Linked DNA regions of Sus scrofa: region 2 is linked to region 1. The links are chromatin contacts, called in public Hi-C maps. All regions are on one chromosome and are shown on one strand. The core of a region is the stretch at or near the end of the contact, and the rest is flanking DNA. Distances in the headings are between cores, read along the strand shown. Region 1 overlaps CTBP2 (C-terminal-binding protein 2). Region 2 has its middle 47 kb from the start of CTBP2.

What was found. A called contact is a pair of places that touch in the nucleus more often than the background predicts.
Region 2: a Hi-C map of skeletal muscle shows a contact between it and region 1, with 2.7 times the contacts expected there. The contact joins two enhancer-like sites. A contact is called at or near these places in 8 of 47 Hi-C or Micro-C datasets (embryonic fibroblasts, fetal heart ventricle, heart right ventricle and 4 more) and 2 of 2 datasets of contacts at active chromatin or transcription factors (alveolar macrophages and skeletal muscle).

The regions. Positions count from the first base shown.
Region 1 is chr14:134,387,375-134,391,658 of Sscrofa11.1, reverse strand. The region is part of intron 2 of CTBP2 (C-terminal-binding protein 2); the gene reads left to right. Among named protein-coding and RNA genes, the nearest start is that of CTBP2, 99 kb to the left of the region's middle. Within about 2 kb of position 1,843, at least 35 of the 83 cell types and tissues checked have an H3K27ac peak or open chromatin away from gene starts, as enhancers often do. A contact at or near this core is called in skeletal muscle, where this site is marked.
Region 2 is chr14:134,533,341-134,537,404 of Sscrofa11.1, reverse strand. No RefSeq gene overlaps it. Among named protein-coding and RNA genes, the nearest start is that of CTBP2, 47 kb to the right of the region's middle. Within about 2 kb of position 2,649, at least 14 of the 83 cell types and tissues checked have an H3K27ac peak or open chromatin away from gene starts, as enhancers often do. A contact at or near this core is called in skeletal muscle, where this site is marked.

The DNA of each region.
Region 1 (4,284 bases), core at 594-3,093:
GCGGCCCGCTGGCCCTGCACGCCCGCCTCCGGCCACAGCCCTCCCTGAGGTCCAGGACTCTGGGAGTTTGGGTGGGTGGAGGGTGGCAGGTCTTGGGTCCAACCTAAATTTCATCTACATCACCTTGTTTTTTAAAGTCATGTATTGTGCTTCCCCCCACAGTTGTCCACATACCCGAGACTGAGTTTTAAATTCTCATTTCTGACATGAAATTGCATGTTTCTTGCTGGCTGCAGTGGGCAGTCTTGGTGGGGACCTCAGGTCCCAGACCAAGGATGGAGCCCGGGCTGCAGCGGCGAAAGCGAGTCCTCCCCTAGACCCCCAGGGAACGCCCGTGGGTCTTGCTCTTGATGGAGCAGCAGCTGCGTTTCTTCTCCGGAAAGCAGCAAACCCCGCCAGAATCCCGAAACAACTACTAGCATTTTCTCCTTAAGCCTGGGTGTAGAAAAAGTCACTTAGTGCAACACAGCAGGTAGTTTCCAGGTGGCTGTAATGTGCAGAAACTTGTCTACCTTCCCTGGGGGTAACGGGATGCTCTGCAGGTCCTGGAAGAGCAACAGGCCCTGGGAAGCGGAGTTTGGTGGTGGCGGGCGATGCTCGAAGAACCTGGCTGACTTGATTCTGTGATCTTTCTGTGTACACTGTGTGGCTTCACCTTTTAACACGGGTGAAATTAGGATACAGCTCACGCCATGCTGTGTGCGCACCGTCCGTCTGGGGCTTGGTGGTTTGTGGGAAGGGAGTGGCACTGGCTGTAGTTGGCGAAGGCTGGCACATGCACACACAAGGCGCCTCCCAGACACAGACGTGCACGAGGATACCTTTGTCCATTGACGAACTTGTAGTACGTTTTGCAGGTTTTCTCTTGCCTGTGATCTTTAAAGTGGGCGTCTTTGGGAAGCGTGGAAGCTGTGAATTCTGGCTTCTCTCCTGCCTGGTCTGGAAGGAAAGAGGCTCCATCTTTCAGACGTGGATGAAGCCGGACGCCCTCTGCCTGCTGTGCAGGGATTCAGGTCAGGTCCTAGCCGGGGAGTTTTTGTCCCACTGTAAAGCTTCTATGTAACCCAGCTCTGTCATTGTAACCGACAAACAGAACTCTGCTCCCGGAAGGCGTCCGCTTTTTATGAGAGTCCAGTGAGAAGCCTGAAACAGGACCCAGTTCATGAAAAGCCCCAGGCCTGGTTTCTGCACCAGCCAGCTGGAGGCCGGCTCCTCCTGGGTCTTGTGGACAGGAAGCGGGCTGGCTGGCCGGCCAGCCCAGCCGGTGCCCTGTGTCAGAGGAACAAAGGCCAGGCCAGCCTGTCACCCGAGGGAACAGGAGGGGGTCCTGAGGAGGGTTAGAGGGTACGTTGGAACTGGACAGAGCTGGCCGAGAGGCTTTGGGGGCCGGGGTTTTGTCCACAAATGAACTTGGCCCTATTTTAAGCCATGTTATGTACCAAGACTTCCTGTTTTTCCAAAGAAACCTCTTGTTTTGGTTTTTGCGATGATGGATTTATTGAAACATGGGCCATTCAACTGACCCACGCTGTTTTCCAACCAAAGAGTCAAGCTGGAGATGTTGTAAGCACCCCCTTCCCTAGAGATTGCTGCTCCTTCAGGAATATTTCAGCCTTGGTCACCCATCAGCGAGCCAACAAAGCGCCAACTGCCAGGCGGGGCCCTGGTTGGATGTCATAGCTGGGGGCTCGGCCCCTTGTTTAGCAGGGGCGGGGGCTGGGCTGGTCAGAGGACAATTGAAAGGGGGTTTTTGTTGTTCTCTGGGCTAAGTTAAGCCATGTGCCTCTCTCTTTCTAGGAGTGCTGGGCTGGCCAATCCGAGCCGCCCCAGTCCCACTCACTTCCTGCCGACCTTTCGACCCCGACAGATGTTTTTTCTTACAAGTGTCTTTAGGCTGCTCTACTCGCTGACCTCATCAAATTGTATTGGGGCCATTTTCATAAGTTTTGTTTCTGAACCTCCCTTTAACCCTTGCTGAGTCCGTCTGAGAAGAAGAGCGCTCTGCCTGCTGTTTGAGCTCGGGCTCGTCTCTCGTCTGTCCCCTTGTCTGTCCCCGGCGTAGTAAGGGGCTGAGCCCACCCCGTTTCCCAGGGCCGGATGGATGCACAGCGGGGAAGCCTCAGCTTCCACGAAAAGCTAGAGTGGAGACTCACACACCAAGAGTGCCGTGAAGGACCCGACAGCTCCCCGAGGGACCCTTCCAGAACTGCGGGCGCTGCATGTGGATCCGTGCCGCTGTCACAGCTCATCAGACTTGGGGGGCCACGTGTGCCTGGGAGATGGGACCCCAGTAGGTACCACCTCTCAGCGCCTGTGTGGGGGTTGGGAGTGATCTCGCCGAAGGACCCAGGCCCGTGGATGTTTCTGTGGCCTCTCCATCCCTCGTCCGAGAGACCAGAGCATCGTCTGCCCGGAGGCTGGGTCTTTTCTGGAGTCAGGACGATGGTGTCAGTATCTTGGCCTTTCTGCATAAAACAGCGTATAGCTTGGGGACCAGCACATTCCCAGAGGGGCGCTGGGTTGTGACTCCATCCGAAAGGACGTGGGCATTCTCTAGGCTCAGCCTTCTGAAATCCCCGGCGTGGGGGGAGCACCTTTGTCCGGGGAGCACCTGGGATGCTGAGGACTCGCCCAGAGCCTCGCCCAGAGCAGGTGTGGTGACTCAGATGGGTGACTGTGCTGGGTGTGCTCTCTGCAGTGTAGACGGCTTAGTTATTGAATGCGGCACAGCAGAATGTGTTCTCAGGCCAGCTGTGTACAGGTTGGTGAGTTCATGCTCAGAAAGCTCCTAGAGCAGTGCCCGCCTCACACGAAGCTCTCGGGGAGCCGTGGCCCTTCAAGTGACACTTGTAAAAACCATGGCAGCCTTTCAGGACCAGACAGCAGGAGTCACCGGTCCCCCTCTTCAGAGGAGCCGTGTCAAGGGCCGCCTACCTTTCTAACTGGACTTTTTTTTCTTCTTTTTTTTTTTTTTTAATAAGTTTAGTTTTTTCTTTATTTTATTGATCCTTCCCTTGGCTGTTCCTGGCTTCCGGTCTGGGGGCTCCCCAGGAGGAGGCGGGCGTGTTGACAGGGTTCAGGGCTGGGGGTGCGCCTCGCTGCAGTGTGGCAGCACCTTTCCAACCTGGCTGGTGTGCCTTGAGCTGGCTCCAGATTTTTCCCAATAACTAACACCTCTGCAGAGCAGCTGGGTTGACCTGGGAGTTGTAGGAATGAGCAGAAAGCTGGGCTAAGAGGGACCTGGTGGGGTTGAGTCTCCCTCCGGCTCTCTATCTGTGAGGCCAGCAGTTTGGATTTGTCAACTTGTCAAATCTTGGAATGTTCCAGAAATGCCGTGGTTCCAAGAAACCACCGAAAGCCACAGGAGCATGTGTGGACGTGTGTGTGTGTGTGTGTGTGTGGACGTGTGTGTGTGTGTGTGTGTGTGGACGTGTGTGTGTACACTTGCATCCACAGTTACGCTCCAGGGCCTTTTCTGACTTTTGGGCTCCTGGCAGGGTGGCTGGTAGGTCAGCTCCCCTCTGTCCTTTCACGTTTCGCAGGAAACTGAAGCTCTGTGCGGGCTCCCTTTCATGGTCCCTGCGTCCTTTCTGCTCTGAATCGGAGAGCTCACCTTTCATAGTTGCGGTTCAAGGACCTCGTCTAAGATCAGAAAGCAGGAGGGCCTGTGTATCGGTGCGTCACCCTGCAGCAGGAGGCCTCAAAGGCCGCGTGCTTCCTGGAGGGCCCCGTTTTTGATAGAGCTTTTTAACGCCCCAGATTTATGGGTGTGTGTGAGTCAGAGCGGAGACCCCAGAGCGCCCTGCACGGTGAGCACAGCCTTGGAATTGACCGAAGCGACTGAAAATCTCAGCAGACTTTCCGTCTCTGGGCCTGTGGGCACCACGAAGTGTGAAGAATGCAGGTTACAGACCTGGGTTTATCAGACAGACCTGGTGGTGTCCGCGCCGGTGGCTGAGGATTTGTAGCATTTTGGTGGCTTCTGGTTAACATTCTTTGTCCTGGAGGTGAGGGATGCGTGGTACTGCCGCCGGGCAGATGGGTACTGTTTTTCCTGCTGGACTGACCGAATGACTGATCAGTAACTTTGATCGATTGGGTAAAAGGGATTGTTCGTCTATTGCTGTGTGACAAAACTTCAAAACTTGAGTGTTAAAACAGTGGGACCTTCCCGGAGTGTCCTTGGGTCAGCTGGGTGCCCTGGCCAGAGTCTCTTGTGATACTGCCACCAGGATGTCAGTCCAGCTGCCACCTCAACAGAAGGCTTGACGGAGGGAGGCCGCT
Region 2 (4,064 bases), core at 1,400-3,899, 140 kb before region 1:
AGTGATTATTGTATACATGAAGTGCCTACTATGTGCCTGGCACCATGCTGAGTTCTGCAGATTCAAAAGCAGGCAGAGACTCCCCCACCTTTCACAGTGTTGGACTGGGGTTGGGGGTGGGTGTGGCCAGAAAAATGACAACAGATGTGTGACCTGCTCAAAAAGAACAGCTGGTAGGGCCGGTAGACACCTACTGAGACCTCAGCGGGCGGTCACCTGGGAACTGGAGCCAGACGAGAGCTCCAGAGCACCCAGTTTGGGTCCAGGTGTGTACATGTCACAGGTTCGCAGGCAGGATCAGGCATCCTTCTCACCCCTGCATCCCTAGCCCTAACCCAGCACCATGAGAAGAGTCCATCCCTCTGTTTCCTTCTCTGTCACCCCCATAGAGTTCTCAAGTTGGTGGCACTCCCTAAAAGCAAGATTTACAACTTCAAGTGACAGCTTTGGAAGGAAAAAACATAAACGCTCAGCAGTAACGAACCCAACTACCATCCATGCAGATTCAATCCCTGGCCTCGCTCAGTGGGCTAAAGATACAGTGTTGCCATGAGCTGTGGTATAGGTCGCAGGTGCAGCTTGGATCCAGCGTTGCTCTGGCTGTGGCTGTGGCGTAAGCCGGCAGCTTCAGCCAAAGTTCGACCCTTAGCCGGGGAACCTCCATATGCCGCAGGTGCAGCCCTAAAAAGACAGGAAAAAAAAAAAGTAAACACATAAATATACAAAGACACGTGGCATTTGCTGCAAACAACCCTCCTACTCAGAGCTCAGACCCTCCCGGGAGGAGAGAGAAGTGAAAGGCCCATCACGGGCTCTCCAGGGCTCACAGGGCGGGAGAAACAATTACATTCCCTGGGGAAATGGTTAGAAGGGACACGGGGTGCCAGGAGGGTACAGAGGGGTTCGCCCAGCCTGAGTAGGACCTGGGGAAGGCAGGGTCCTGACAGATGAGCTGGGTCCCCTGGACCCACCCAGCAGTCCCTGGGGAATCACCCCCTCCCATCTGCGTAGAGCAGGATGCAGGACCCGGGCCTGAGCAGTCAGGCAGGGAGACAGTTCCAGAAGCCTGGCCAGGCCTGGAAGTGAAGTTAGGAAATTAAGGGTCTCCTTCCACAGGGGGCGCTGTGCTCACAGGAATTGCAAGCCTGGAGCTGCGGGCCGCTGTCTGTCCCCACCCAGCCAGCCCTGCCTGAAAAAGGCAAGATACCTCCGCTTTGGGTTACCTGAGCCGGCACACAGTCCCTTGTGCCTAAATCGAGTTCCCATAACGTACATCAGTAGCTGTATTTCTTGCCTCCCAGTCCTGTTTCTGCACCCCTGGGACAGACCCAGGCAAACGGGACCCATTGGTCACCCTAGATTTACTTCCTTCTCTCGCTCTCTCCCGGTTCCCAGCTGTGGGTCAAAAGCAGTGGGAAGTAGGGAGGGGCCGGAGAGGAAGGGCACAGGCTTAGGAAGCCAGAGTCAGGCCCGCCCTCCCTGTTCCTGGCTGCTGAAGCCACTAAATCCGAGGACCAGGGGACCCACAGCTGGCAAGGTCCAGAACCCTGCAGAACCAGAGCCTCACACTTACGTGCGCAGTATGGCTGGAACCATCAGCAGGGTCCCTGAAAAGGAACACCCAACCCCAGCCATCCACCCACAGGGCTGGGGCCTCCAGAAGGGCCCCGCAGAGCAGTTTCCAGGCATCGCACTGGCCTTTGCAGTAAGTGGGGTCTTTTCCTGGTGATGCACTCTTTGCAATTTGATAAGCAAAAGAGAAAAGGGTGTAGGCAAGAAGTTTCTAGAAAACAAAGTTCTTTCTGGTTCCATGTGCCACCAGCCCCCAGGAAGCCCTTTTGAGGGTGATGCAAGGGAAAGAGTTCATTTCACATCCTCTTCTGGATTCTTAAAGCGTTTCCCCCGACCCCAGCCCCCCAAAACAGGAGGCTGGGCCTCCATCAGATGCTCAGGGAGGAGTTCCCACTGTGGCTCGGTGGGTTAAGAACCTGACTCGTATCCATGAGGCTGCGGGTTCGATCCCTGGCCTTGTGCAGTGGGTTAAGGATCCAGCATTGTTGCCAGCTGTGGCTCGGATCTGGCATGGCTGTGTCTCCGGTGTAGGCTGGCAGCTGCGGCTCCTATTCAGTCCCTGGCCTCGGAACTTCCCTATGCCCAGGGGCAGCCCTAAAAAGAAAAAAAATAAAAATAAAGATGCCGAGGGAGTCAGCCTCCAGGACCAGGAGATGATTGGTTTGCGAGGTGGAGGAGGAAGGAGCAGAGGCTGCCGTTTTTTGAGCAGGAAATGAGGGTGGAGATCCTGCTGGAAAGCTTTGCAGCCAAATAGAGCTCAATTCCCCCCACTTTCAACGATCTCTTTGCCTTGCTTTCTCTTTCTGTCAATATGCTATTATCTCCCGTGACTCCTGCCCTCCCAAGAAAAATGAGGCAGGAAATAGACAATATAATGGGAAATATGGCAAATGCACATTTCCTGTCAACAATATGCCTTACTAATAGATCGTCAGATGAGTATTTTATTAGAACAAAGATTATGACAGCTACAATATTTCCAGAGACAAACTAGGGGGGGATCAGAGTTAGAGGAATGTGGAAAGGGCTTTGCCAAGAATCAGCATGCCTTTGGGGCTTGGCTGTGTACCTCGGAGTCAGAAACCTACCCGTTCTAATCTTAGATCTGGCTCCAGTCTCCGTGTGGCCGGGAGCACCTCCCTCCCTTTTTCCCTCTGGCCGGAGGTCGATGACACCCAAGCCTGGTCCCCCTCCCCGCCCCCAGGCCTGAGGATAGGGGAGCCTTGCGGGGACGGCCCTGTAGATGCTGAGGCTTCCAGAGGTGGCTGTGATGGGTAGCCTGCCGATGCCTGGCTGTTCTTCCTGGGCCTGGCTGAGCTCTGCCCCAAGCAGATAGGTCCCCGGCCGTGCTCCTGCTGAGCTGGGGCTCTGAGCCCGAGCCCAGGGGCCCCCTTGGCCTGCCCGAAACCCACGCAGTGGATCCCCTCCAGGAATGCAGATGTCTTCCGAGTGCAGTGGGAGGGGTGGGTAAAGGGCAGAGTCTTCATGAAACTGCCTCCGCTGGTGTGTGCCCCAGAGAGCAGCTGGCATGGTCCCCATTTTACAAAGGAGGGACCCACTCACTCCCAGAGCTGAATTCAGAACCTGGGCCCTTGACTTGGGCCCACGTGGTCCTGTAGAATTGCTTCCACCTCCCAAAATATTATAATGCGTGTGGTTAGCAATGGATACGCCCCCTCCCCCGAGAGACCCGAGTGACCCACATGTGTGTCCCATTCCTTGAAGCCAAGAGCCAGTTGACCTTCATTCGTCACTTCTCCCTGGAGCCTATGGCAGCACCCAGCACCTAGTGAGTGCTCAGTAGCCATTTAGTGAATGAATGCATCCTGCAGGCATGTACCGTCTAACAGAGCAACTGCCCTGCTGTGGCCGCAGGGACAGGCAGAGACGCTCTCATCCCGTGGTTTGAGGACAAGACAGAAAGCGAACAAGTGCCGCCAACCCAGACACTCAGAATCCAATTTCCTTTCACCTCCCCAGAGAGGAGGAGGAAGGCTGGCTTCTCCCACGTCAGGGAGGACCGCGTGTCCAGAAACCAGAGTTCTCTGTGCTTTCTCAGCACGAGGAATTAATGAATTAATGAGCTCTAAGGTCTATTGCTGGGGAGGAGCGGGGGGAGGGGGGGTGGACGGGGCGGGGTGGCAGGTGGGGCTCCTTTTCTTCGGAATTTTGAAGAATGAGCCAAAGAAGAGCCCACACTTGATGGTTCCTCGGATCCAGAGCAGTGACTGGCAATGATGACTTCAACCTACACCACAGCTCGGCAACGCCGGATCGTTCACCCACGGAGAAAGGACAGGGACCGAACCCGCAACCTCATGGTTCCTAGTCGGATTCGTTAACCACTGCGCCACCACGGGAACTCCGCAATGATGACTTTGTCTCGTGAGTGGAGCGCTGAGACGAAAGCAAAAGGCAGAGACAGTCGCGTCCGTGGGGATCTTAATTTCCTTAGTAGCAAATTTATTTAAGATGCTCATCCCGAAGAGAGA